4 separate regions of the Mus musculus genome follow, and all the other regions are linked to region 3. A link is a contact called in public HiChIP or PLAC-seq and promoter capture Hi-C data. All regions are on one chromosome and are shown on one strand. The core of a region is the stretch at or near the end of the contact, and the rest is flanking DNA. Distances in the headings are between cores, read along the strand shown.

What was found. Promoter capture Hi-C pulls out the DNA fragments that hold promoters and counts their contacts. HiChIP or PLAC-seq counts read pairs in DNA pulled down with a chosen protein or histone mark.
Region 1: a promoter capture Hi-C map of liver shows a contact between it and region 3, with 2.1 times the contacts expected there. The contact joins the promoter of Cpne1 here to the promoter of Epb41l1 in region 3. A contact is called at or near these places in 1 of 39 promoter capture datasets (liver) and 1 of 115 datasets of contacts at active chromatin or transcription factors (memory CD8 T cells).
Region 2: a contact with region 3 is called in a FOXA1 HiChIP or PLAC-seq map of pancreatic cancer cells. The contact joins the promoter of Spag4 here to the promoter of Epb41l1 in region 3. A contact is called at or near these places in 2 of 39 promoter capture datasets (hematopoietic stem and progenitor cells and liver), 1 of 115 datasets of contacts at active chromatin or transcription factors (pancreatic cancer cells) and 1 of 9 other capture datasets (liver).
Region 4: a contact with region 3 is called in an H3K27ac HiChIP or PLAC-seq map of embryonic stem cells, with 2.4 times the contacts expected there. The contact joins the enhancer-like site here to the promoter of Epb41l1 in region 3. A contact is called at or near these places in 12 of 39 promoter capture datasets (3T3-L1-derived adipocytes, the C10 cell line, the HPC-7 cell line and 5 more), 6 of 484 Hi-C or Micro-C datasets (the G1E-ER4 cell line, the HL-1 cell line, embryonic stem cells and 1 more) and 4 of 115 datasets of contacts at active chromatin or transcription factors (embryonic stem cells and pancreatic cancer cells).

The regions. Positions count from the first base shown.
Region 1 is chr2:156,110,641-156,113,340 of GRCm38.p6, forward strand. Cpne1 (copine I) reads right to left here and starts at 1,325. Exons shown (of 16, transcript NM_170590.3): 1 at 1,146-1,325. It overlaps Rbm12 (RNA binding motif protein 12), which reads right to left and starts at 1,325. Exons shown (of 3, transcript NM_029397.3): 1 at 1,146-1,325.
Region 2 is chr2:156,063,778-156,066,477 of GRCm38.p6, forward strand. It overlaps Spag4 (sperm associated antigen 4), which reads left to right and starts at 1,436. Exons shown (of 12, transcript NM_139151.4): 1 at 1,436-1,894; 2 at 2,357-2,461. The coding sequence starts at 1,585. Gm39970 (a long non-coding RNA gene) reads right to left here and starts at 837. Exons shown (of 3, transcript XR_866890.1): 1 at 228-837.
Region 3 is chr2:156,419,665-156,422,364 of GRCm38.p6, forward strand. It overlaps Epb41l1 (erythrocyte membrane protein band 4.1 like 1), which reads left to right and starts at 1,427. Exons shown (of 25, transcript NM_001368800.1): 1 at 1,427-1,635.
Region 4 is chr2:156,689,757-156,692,456 of GRCm38.p6, forward strand. All of the region lies in intron 2 of Dlgap4 (DLG associated protein 4), which reads left to right. Among named protein-coding and RNA genes, the nearest start is that of Gm34111, 17 kb to the right of the region's middle. Within about 2 kb of position 1,270, at least 11 of the 459 cell types and tissues checked have an H3K27ac peak or open chromatin away from gene starts, as enhancers often do. A contact at or near this core is called in embryonic stem cells, where this site is marked.

The sequences.
Region 1 (2,700 bases), core at 75-2,574, 310 kb before region 3:
ATAGTCTCTCCCTTGAGTTGCCATCCATCCTAGTTTTTTCCCACCAAGTCATATAATAAGATTCGCATCAACTTAAATCTTAACGTACACAATAAAATGGTTTCTGCCAACTGCACACACTCAGTCATCTCGGAATCTAGGAGCCAAGAAGGCTTTAGGACCCAGAATACTTCTGCAACACAGCCTGTAATTCGCAACTTTATCTACCAGAATGAATGGATCTTTAGCACTTGAATAAACCACAGGGGACTCCTTAGAACTTCCAATAAAACACACACTTAGGTTACTAACTCGCTTACTAACACGGGCACTCCAACCTGCTACGTTAGTCCATACCCCAATACTAACCTGTAGATCTTTAAAATGCCTTTCCTTCTATTTTACGCGGCTGCAAAGTGGCGCCGCCAACCTTCAGACAGTAAGTAAGCTATCTAAGACACCCACCCTCCTTCCTCCAACTCCCAAAGGTGCTGCAGATAGCAGCCCCTCCCCTAGTTGGGAATCAAGGACCAGCCATCCTAGCTACAATTCTTCAAGCCTCTCCGACCTACAGGGCGGCTCCAATCACCTACACTTAGGAAGCCCCTCCTCAGCGCTAGACCTAGGAAGCTATACACTGCAATCCCTGCACCTCCAGGCCCTAAAAGCGACCGGTTCCCAGCCTCCCAGGACACCTTTCCTCCCCATAGGAATGTCCCTAGTGTAGTCCACTTTTGCAGGTCATAGGCCACTAGGACCTCTTCACTTCGGGGCAGAGGTGAGAGTTAAAACCTCGTTCCCGCTTAAAGCCAACGAAGCCTTCCCCACTAAGCGTGCAGGCGTTTTCATCGCAATCCCCCCCCCCCCGACCCGGTAGTTCGCAGGCCGCGAGGCCACCCGATGCTGGCCGCTTCCCCTCTCAGGACCACCGGGCATCCCCGCTAAGGCCCTGCTCCCACTTCGGCACGCAGACTCCACCTTTCGCATCCTCGGAGGCCCCGGAGCGTGAGCGGCGCCCCAGGACCCCCGCAGCCCCGCCGCGACCCTTTGTGTTGGGCGCTCGCGGCCGCGGGCTCCGAGGCCTGGGAAGGCCCCGCCCCGAGGCACCAAGGAGGCGGCTCGAGCCCCGCACAGCCCCGCCCGTTCCGGGGCTGCGGGAGTCTTACCGGGGAGAGCTTGCGCGGCACCAGAACCCAGACCCGAGTTACCCCCCGCGCGAGTGCCTCAGCCCTGCGGCCGACAGCCCCAGCCCGAACGGCTTTCCCGGAGCCCACTGCAGCCAACACCTCCACAGCCGCTTCACAAAATGGCCGCCCGCCCGCTCCGGCGCTCCGCGTTCCCGGAGTAGGCGGGGCGCCGCTGCCGACGTCACCTGATGGGAGACGCAGGCGCGCTGAGGATTTGGGGTGGGGGCAAAAGCTCGGAAGTTGCAGGTATTTGTGGTGAACCCGGTATTTTAGTAGCTGTTTGCAAAGTCAGACCTGAAGCTATTGTCCAAGGTTCCTTGCAGAGCTTTTAAAGTACAGGCTCCTTTGGCTCTTGGAGACCCCCGTGAAGGGAGAAAAACAATGCCTTCACTGCAGAACTGTCTTGAGGATTAAACGCACCAAGAAGCAAAAGCTTGAACCTTTTTTTGACTATTGAAAAAAAAAAAAATGGGAGGCAGAGGCAGGCGAATTCTGAGTTCGAGGCCAGCCTGGGCTACAGAGTGAGTTCCAGGACAGCCAGGACTATACAGAGAAACCCTGTCTCGAAAAACCAAAAAAGAAAGAAAGAAAGAAAGAAAGAAAGAAAGAAAGAAAGAAAGAAAGAAAGAAAGAAAGAAAGAAAGAAAGAAAGAAAGAAAGAAAGAAAGAAAGAAAGAAAGAAAGAAAGAAAGAAAGAAAGAAAGAAAGAAAGAAAGAGAAAGAAAGAGAGAGAAAGAAAAGAAAGAAAGAAAGAAAGAAAAAGGAAGGAAGGAAGGAAGAGAAAGAAAGAAAGAAAGAAAGAAAGAAAGAAAGAAAGAAAGAAAGAAAGAAAGAAAGAAAGAAAGAAAGAAAGAAAGAAAGAAAGAAAGAAAGAAAGAGAAAATAATCCTGCTTGGCAGTGGTGGCACAAGCCTCTAATCCCCGCACTTGGGAGGCAGAGGCAGGCAGATTTCTGAGTTTGAGACCAGCCAGCACTACACAGAGAAACCCTGTCTTAAACACACACAGAAAGAAAGAAAGAAAGAAAGAAAGAAAGAAAGAAAGAAAGAAAGAAAGAGAGAGAGAGAGAGAGAGAGAGAGAGAGAGAGAGAGAGAGAGAGAGAGAGAGAGAGAGAGAGAGAGAGAGAGAAAGGAAGAAAGGAAGGAAGGAAGGAAGGAAGGAAGGAAGGAAGGAAGGAAGGAAGAGAAAATATTCTTCTGCCATGGGGCTGGAGAGATGTCTCAAAGGTTAAAAGCTCATACTGCTCTTCCTGGCATCTTAAATTCTATGAGCTACATGGAGTGGCTCACAACCTCCTGTAACTCCAGCCTCAAATCTGACTCCCTCCTCTGGCCTCTGTAGGCAGCGACACTAATATGTACAAACTCTCACACAGAGACATTAATAAAAATAAATATAAAAAGAGTAAAATATCTTTCAATATTTCCTATAATCCCCAGTATTTGATTATACAGGGAGACCTAGGCTCTACCAGACTCTGCCCCTTGATTTTGTGTGTGTGTGTGTGCGAGAGAGAGAGAGAGAGAGAGAGAG
Region 2 (2,700 bases), core at 186-2,685, 360 kb before region 3:
CTGTCCCTCTGTCTCTCTCTCAGCTGGGAGTTGTGGTACATGCCTTTACCTCAGAGCTTGGGAGGTGGGGGAGGCAGGCAGATCTGAGCTCCAGACTGGCTTTGGCTGCATAGTGAGACTCTGTTTTAAAAGTGAATAGGAGGGGCCATAATAAATGTTTTAGTGTGTTGGATGATGCTCTGTTCCTTCCTAATATTTACTGCTTCCCTAAATACTAGGGCACTTACCAGGCTAGACCCGTCTAGGTACTGCAGGATACAGAAGTGAACAAAATCTAGGTGCCATTGTAGCTGGTCATGATGGACATGATGACATGCCCATAGTCTCAGGCTTGGGAGACTGTACCGGGAGTATGGTCCTGACTCGGGACCATCCTGGGTTATATATCCAGTACCAGGCTAGCAAAAGAATCAAAGCAAAACCTCTTGTCTAAATTACATAGGAGATTGGGGCAATGTCATAATCAATAAAATGTGCGGAAGCCCGGGGACCCATGTGCAGATACCCAGCACTGTAGGTAAAAAGCGACAGACCAGAGCTCAGGGGACTGTGATCCCGACTCTGAAGAGAGAGAAACAGCAGAATCCCTAGGACCCGTTGGTTAGCTCTCTAGTCAAACTTGTAAGAGACCGTGACTCAGAACAGAGAGGAGGAGTTGAGATGGCCCAGTGGATAAACCTCACGCTTGCTGCCTAAGCATGAGGACTTGCTTGTAAACCCCGAATCCACATAAACAGAGGGTGCTGTGGTACTTGCCTGTCACTGAAGCTCTGTGGGAGTAGGGACAAGTGGAACCATGGAGTCGTCCCAGCCCTCGTTCAATGGTTCTCAAACTGTGGGTCGGGACCTCCTTTGCAAACCTCTATCTCCAAAAGTTTATTCATAACAGTAGCAAAATTACAGGTTTTCTTTTAAAGACTTATTTATTTTATGTATATGAGTACACAGTTGCTGTCTTCAGACACACCAGAAAAGGGCATCGGATCCCATTACAGATGGTTGTGAGCCACCATGTGGTTGCTGGGAATTGAACTCAGGACCACTGGAAGAGCAGTGAGTGCTCTTAACCGCTGAGCCACCTTTCCAGTCCAACAAAAATATAGTTATGAAATAACAATGAGAATAATTTTATGGTTGGAGGTCACCCAACATGAGGAACTGTATTTAAAGGTCGCAGCATTAGGAAGATTGAGAACCGCTGGGGCCTAGTTGAAAAAACAAAACAAAAAAGTGAGCCCCAGGTTCAGAAAGAGAGAATCTATCTCGAAAGCTAAGGTGGGGAGCAGGAGAAGACAGCAGCAGAGATCAACTTCTGGATGGACACACACACACACACACACACACCCAAACCATGAACAAAAATGTATCAGGAAAGGGGGATGGGCTGCTGGCTCCCAGTGACGTCACGGGCGCTCTGTGACGCGGCTCCTCTGTGACGGTGACAACAGCACAGCAGCGGGAGGGTCGGCCGAGCCGCCGCGGGGCTCACGCAGGGTGCTACCCTGCGGCGCGAGGCAGCTGAGGAAGGGCCGAGGGCTTTGGCTGCGGCGACTTCGGCTTCCCAGAGGGGTAGCCCAGGTCAGGATGCGGCGGAGCCCCCGCTCAGGCTCGGCCGCATCCTCTCATAATCACACACCCAACTTCTACAGCGAGAACAGCAATAGTTCCCACAGCGCGACTTCGGGGGACAGCAATGGGCGCCGGTCCGCTGGGCCGGAGCTCGGGGAGCCCGAGGGCAGAAGGGCCCGGGGCTCGAGCTGTGGTGAGCCCGCCTTAAGCCCAGGAATGCCCGGAGGAGACACATGGGCAGGAAGCTCTCGGCCGAAGCTGGCGCCTCGGAGCCACAATGGGCAGACCGCCTGTGGCGCGGCAACCGTGAGGGGCGGGGCCTCGGGTGCGGGCGGGGTCGAACCCGGGGGCGAGAGGGCGGGGCGGGCTCGGGGGCGGGGCCCGGCGCGGACCTGGGTGCAGAAGCCCCGACCTGGCTCACGAGGGGACGTGCTCGACACGTGTCCCTCGGGGGCGAGCTCGGTGCCATGGCCGGTCCCGGGAGGGGGCGGAGGAAATCCTGTGCCTGGGCATGGCTGAGGAGGTGCCGCAGGGCCGGCGTGAGTGTGACCCTAGTCCGGCCGCACGGGGACTCAGACTGGGGGGCGGTTTCCACTGATTGAGACTCTCCAGCTCCGGGTCTGGGCGTGTGCAGGGAGTGTGACCTGGGGCAAAGGCCTGGACTAAAAGCCTGTTTGAGAGGCTGCCCAGCTGTTTGGCACTAGGGTCAGGAGCCTGCGCCCGGGCCCCGAGGGGAAGAGCGGGCCTGTGGTGCACAAAACCTCAATGGTGCCCTGGGCTCTTGCAGAACCGTCTGGATCTTCTGTAGTTTTGGAGGAACAACTCAACCTTCTCCCGATCCTGGATCTGAGGCAGGAGATGCCTACCCCGAGGGTGTCCAAGAGCTTCCTGAGTACGAGCCAGGCCAGCCCCATCCCCTCTGACCTTGGCACTCAGAACCCCATTTCTGCTGAGTCTGAGTCAGAGAAACCAGCCCAGATGCCCTTTGACCTCTGCTCTCGGACCCCCGCCCCTGTTCCCAGTTCTCCTCCTCGAGCCTGTGCCCTAGTGTCCAGCCTCAGCTCATTTCCCCAAACGACCCTTGCCTCCTGAGCCCCAGACTCTTGTCCTCCGCACCACCCCAGTCCCCAC
Region 3 (2,700 bases), core at 177-2,676:
GGAAGTATTTCTTCCATGCAGTGGAGCGGCTGAGTGAGCACTGCTGAGTCCTGTCTTAGGTAGGGCCTTGGTTTCCTTAGTTTTGTCCTCTCAGTTTATCAATGTCCCTGGAGGTCCAAACCAGGCCTCCCCTTCTGGATTTATCTATTCAGCTGTTTGATTCCAATCTGCTCTTAGCATCCTGTAGCAGAGTGGTGGGGGTGGGGAGGAGGAGATGGGACCGCAGTGAAGAACCAGAATTACTGGCCTAGCCTTTGATTCTGTGCTACCTGGGGCAGACTCAGGTGGATCCCAGCTACCACTTAAGATAAGGTAAGGTCACAAGAGGTGAAGGTGTTTACATTTTGGAGTCATTTGCCTAGGTTGTTACCCATGCAGAGGCCTCTAATAAAACCCGGTAAGTTCTTACATTTACTTCTTCCTTTTCTTCCCTTCAAAGTCTAACAAAGGAGGCTTGGTATTCCTGGCCTTCTGAGGTCTGGCCCTTGCTCTGGGAACCCAAGCTCAGTTTCTTCAGCTAACCCCATAGACGCCCTACCTTCTATGGATACTATTCTAGGTTCACTGTTTTCGTTACTTTGTCCTTTTCCTATGCTTAGCTTTACGTGTGTGTTCAAAGCAGTACCTTCCGGCAGGAGCCTGTAAGGTCCAGGGCGGATATAATCATAATTCAGAGAAACGCTTGACTTTGGGCATGCTTGGGCCTGTGGGTCCCCAGGGTCTTGGGACCAGGGGCTCGGCCCTTGCTTCCAAAGAGTGCCAAAGGACTGCCACCTCAGACTGGTTGGAAAGAGCTGCGTGGTCCTCCACAGCTCCGCAGCTTAGGCCGCCCGAACAATAGGAGGGAGGCTGAAGGGTAGTGGGCGTCGGCCAGGTCCCTGCTGGAGGGAGTGGAGGCCAGTGGTGCTGCTGGTCCCCCAGGTTAGCCCAGGCTACCGGCCTGAACGCCAAGCTCTCAGTCAAAGGCGAGGTGAAGCAGACTTGGTGCCGGTGGCGACTCTCTAGGAGGTGGAGTAAGGCCGAGCCCACGGGGCTGGGACCTGGAGGGAGAGGAGGCTCCGTGGAGAGTCTCGTCTTCGTGGTCCCGCTGCTCGCCTCGGCCTCTGAGCTCTGCCTAGGCTCTGGTGGGCGTCTGTCCCACGTGGGGGAAGCCAGCGGCGCGGGCTCGCGGGGCGCACACCCCTCCGAGTTCCCCTCCCTGGGATCGGACGCGCCTGCTCCTGGGCAGCTCGGCTCTTGGGGCCAGTGGGTCGCGCTCGCTACTCGCACACCCTTCGGACGCTGCCTGGCCCGGATCGCCGCCGCCTCCTCCCAGGGAGCTGGCGGGGCGGGGCAGAGGGGGAGAGGGGGTGTGCGGAGCGGGCGGGGAGGGGGCTGAGCGCCGTGGGAGGGAGCGAACGAGCGAGCGAGCGAGAGAGCGAGCGGGGCATTTCTGCGCAGCTCCGGAGCGTCTTGGAGCCTGCCTGGGCGGCCACTGGACGAAGGGACTCAGAGACAGACAGACAGACGGCTCCCGGAAGCCGCGCCGCCGCCGCCAGGTTAGCAGGGCGCGGAGACCGAGCAGGCTGTTGCTACGTCCCGAGCTCGCGTGCTGGAGGACGTGCGTGGCCGAAGCTACGATTCGTGTCTTTGCGGGTACGTGTCGGGGTCCACATCTCCGGGTGTGCGTTTAATGTGAACGCGCGTGTGTCTGTGGGTCGGTGCAAGTGGTGTGTACGTGCGTGTGCATCTGAGTAAGGGGCTGGGTGGTGTACTAATCTGGTAAGGGTCTGTGTGCCCTGGTTTGCTTATCCGGAGATGTGCCTAGAGAGGGTGTGTCCCAATGTGTAACAGTGTGTACATCTGGATGAGGCAGTGTGCCTATGCTGATGATGGCTTCGCTTGTGGCTGAAGCCTATGGCGGGTGTATGTGAGTGTTCGTGTGTGTGTGTTTCGCTGTGTGCACGCCAGTGTGACTCCCCGTGTGTGTGCGCGTGTGAGGGCGGGTGTGCACCCGCGTAGCCCCTGTGTGCGTGTGCTCGGCTTTGTCTCCGCACTGCCGGGAGGAAGGGGGTGGGGGCGGCAGCCGAGGCGCTGGCGTCGCCCGGAGCCCGGCACTGGCCGAGGAAGTGGGTAGCAGCAGCGGCGGGGGCGTCTTAGCTGAGTGGAGACTCCCTGCTGGCAGGTGGGCAGCCACACCCGGGGTACGGGAGAGCCCTACTGCCAGTGGAGCCTGGCTCCCAGCTGAGCTGAAGCAGAGGGCGTGGCCTGCTCAAATCCCGGGTGTGTGTTTGTGAGGGGTGGGGTGGGGGATTAGGTGTGAAGAGGGTGTGTCTGTGCGCAGGCATGGGTGTGGGTAGAAGCAACAGAGGCCCCTCAGCGGGGTTCTGTGATATGTTTCCTTGCTGTGTAACGACCATCACCCTGGCCAGCTACAGCCCAGCCTGGTTAGGTACCCTCCACCCTCACCCTGGACACTGTTCGGAAGGGCAGCAGCCTAGGTACCCTACAAAGACTAGTAAAACTGATCACTATCTTAAATGGCCAGCGCCCCACTCCAAGGAATCCCCTCTCAGAAGGTCTTCATACTTTGAGAGAGATGTGTTTCTGTATCTCTTCCCCCATGTTTTGGGCACTGCATGCATGTCTAGTCTGGGTGAGTGTGTGCATTCTCCCTGTATATTTCTTGTGCATTTAGGTGCATTTGTACATTTTACTGAT
Region 4 (2,700 bases), core at 20-2,519, 270 kb after region 3:
GAGCATGGCACTGGTGTTGAGGACACAGCCTTGTACAGAACAATCCAAACGTACTTTCAGGGCTCATAGCCCAGAAGGTATGGGAATAGGAATGGACACAAAGACCACATCAGACATAGGTGAGCTGTGCTATGTGGGGAAGAGAAGGGAACTTCCATGCAGGTACAGGGTCAATGGCCTCTGTACCCCCAAAGTGGTGGTGCTTGTACCAGCCTATGAATTGGGCAAAGTATCCTAAGAACCTGGCTCTGCACATGCAAAGGTCCTGAGGTAGCAAAGTGCTTATGAGCTCAAAGAACAAGGAAGCTCAGCATGACTGGAGTCAAGGCCACAGTGAGGGTTTCTGCTACACCAAAGTCCTACAGACTGAGAAACTATGCCCAGCTGCAAAATGAACGCGAAGGCAAGCCCCATCACCTCTGTGGGCTCAGTTTCCCCTTCTGTAAAATGGAACCTATGCAGATCTGTCACATGGGCCAATGTGTCCGGTGACTGGAGGGCCTATGTAACAGGGATGGATCATCACACAGTAACTCATTTACATCCTGCTGACTGAGTGCCCTGTCCTGCAGAAGCTCGGAGTAGCCTGAGGAGGGAGCACAGGACGGTGAAGGATTAGGAAGATAGCTCTGCTCAGGGTTGTACAGCTCCAAGAAGGAGCCAGAGGTGTTCCTGGGCGATTGTTTTCTTCTTCTGTGCTGGGTATAGAAGCCAGGGCTAGGCAAGCGCTCTACCACCAAGATCTCTCCCCAGCCTTTGAAACAGGGTCTTACTGTGAAACAGACGTTGGCCACGACTCTGAGGGCCTCCTGCCTTCGCTTTGGGAGACTTGGGATAGCGACGCTTTGTTTTACTTTTGTTTGCTTTTGTTGTTGTAGTTTTTCGAGACAGGCTTTCTCTGTGTAACAAGCCCTGGCTGTCCTGGAACTAGCTTTGTAGACCAGAGGAACTCACAGAGATCTGCCTGTCTCTGCTTCCTGAATGCTGGGGTGAAAGGTGTACACCACCTTGCTGGGCCACACACTTCCAGTGCTGGGAGGGCTTTGTGCATGGCAAGCCCTTTACAGACTCCAGTCTAAGTCATTTCTAACAAGTAGAAGTGTGTTGGCTCACTGTTCTGAGGAGATAAGAAGTTCAGGGTCAAAGGGCAACCCCTGGTAAGGACCTAAACTAGTGGATCGAGTTTGAGGGCTAATGTGAAGGGAGGAGGAGGGAGCAAGGGCAAGCAAGGGCAAGCAAGTGAGTTCACACAAAGGTGGTCCAGCCTTAGGACCTACTCTCAATAGCATCACAATGGCCATTACATTCCAGTGGATATTGGAGGACAGACACACTCAGACCACAGCAGGATGCAATTCTGCTGTAGCTGGCCCAGGACGGAGGGAACCCATGTTCTCTGTGACCCCAGAGGGCCAAGCTGGGGCTCCAGAGAGCTTGAGTTGCAAGGAGGGGGGGCAACTGCTAGGGAAGTACTGAGCCCGCCCACCCATCAACACTTTTTCCGAAATAGGCAGTGATTATCTATTGCTTTGTCCCCCCTCCCCCAATTCAGTAAATGTTTGTTACCTCGTGGTTTCTGTGGTCCTGGACTTTCAGAGCAGTTCAGCTAGACATTTGTGGCTCAGTGCCTGTTATGCTGTGGTCATCAGATTGGGAGATGTGTGAGTGTGTGTGTGTGTGTGTGTGTGTGTGTGTGTGTGTGTGTTGGTCCTCAATGCCCATATAAAAGGCCTATCATCACACCTATCATCACAGCACCGGGGAGACAGAGACCAAATAGATCCCTGGGGCTTGCTGCTGAGCCAGCTTAGTGTGCTTGGTGAGGTCCAAGTCCATGGGAAACACTGTCTCAAAAAAAAAAAAGAAAGAAAGAAAGAAAGAAAAACCAAGTGAGCGGTACCTAAGGTACGTACATGAGCTTGACTGCTGGCCTCCACACATATATAGCTGAATAGCATTTGCATACATGTACACAGACAGACAGACACACATACACATTGGATGTTACTGACCCTCAGAGACCTGGCTGGCTGGCATGCGCTCTCCTCTAGGGAGCCCTTTCATCGCCCCAGTAACTACTAATCTCTCCCCACCCTGGGCTGCGCCCCAGCTTTGACACTCCCTGGGATGTGTGTTTATGTGTTTTCTAATTGCTGTGTGTATTTCTGCCTCTCGGACTTGACCACAGGCTTGAGCGACTGTGTGAGTCAGAGCAGGCCCCATAAAGGCTGGAGGAATTGAATTAAATGTGCTGGCGGTGGCTGCGTTCTGACCATTCTGTTGTGCTGTTTGCCAGCCTGACCTTCCAGGATGCGCCCTCAGCAGAGGGCAGAGTGAAACGAGCCTCCAGGGTCTGCCTACTCTTAGCCAGAGCTCTCAGCCAAAGGGCAGGTCAGCAGGCCCCCTGTGCCACCTTCTCCAAACCCCTCAGGCCAACCTGGTGACGTCTTGCCTGCTGAACAGGCAGTTAGAGATAGTGTCCCCTGAGCGTGGCACCAACCAGAGGCTTTGGGAAATGGTGGCAAATTAGAAACCTGAGGGGCAGCATGAAGAGTGGGCTGGGGAGTGCCTGGGTTCAAATCTTAGCCCTGCCTTGTGCGGCCTTGTAAATATCTTTTTTTTTTTTTTGTGCCTGATTCTCACTCTGGAGACAGACCTCAAAGGGCTGTGTGGGAATCCAGCTGTGCATGGTAAAGGCTG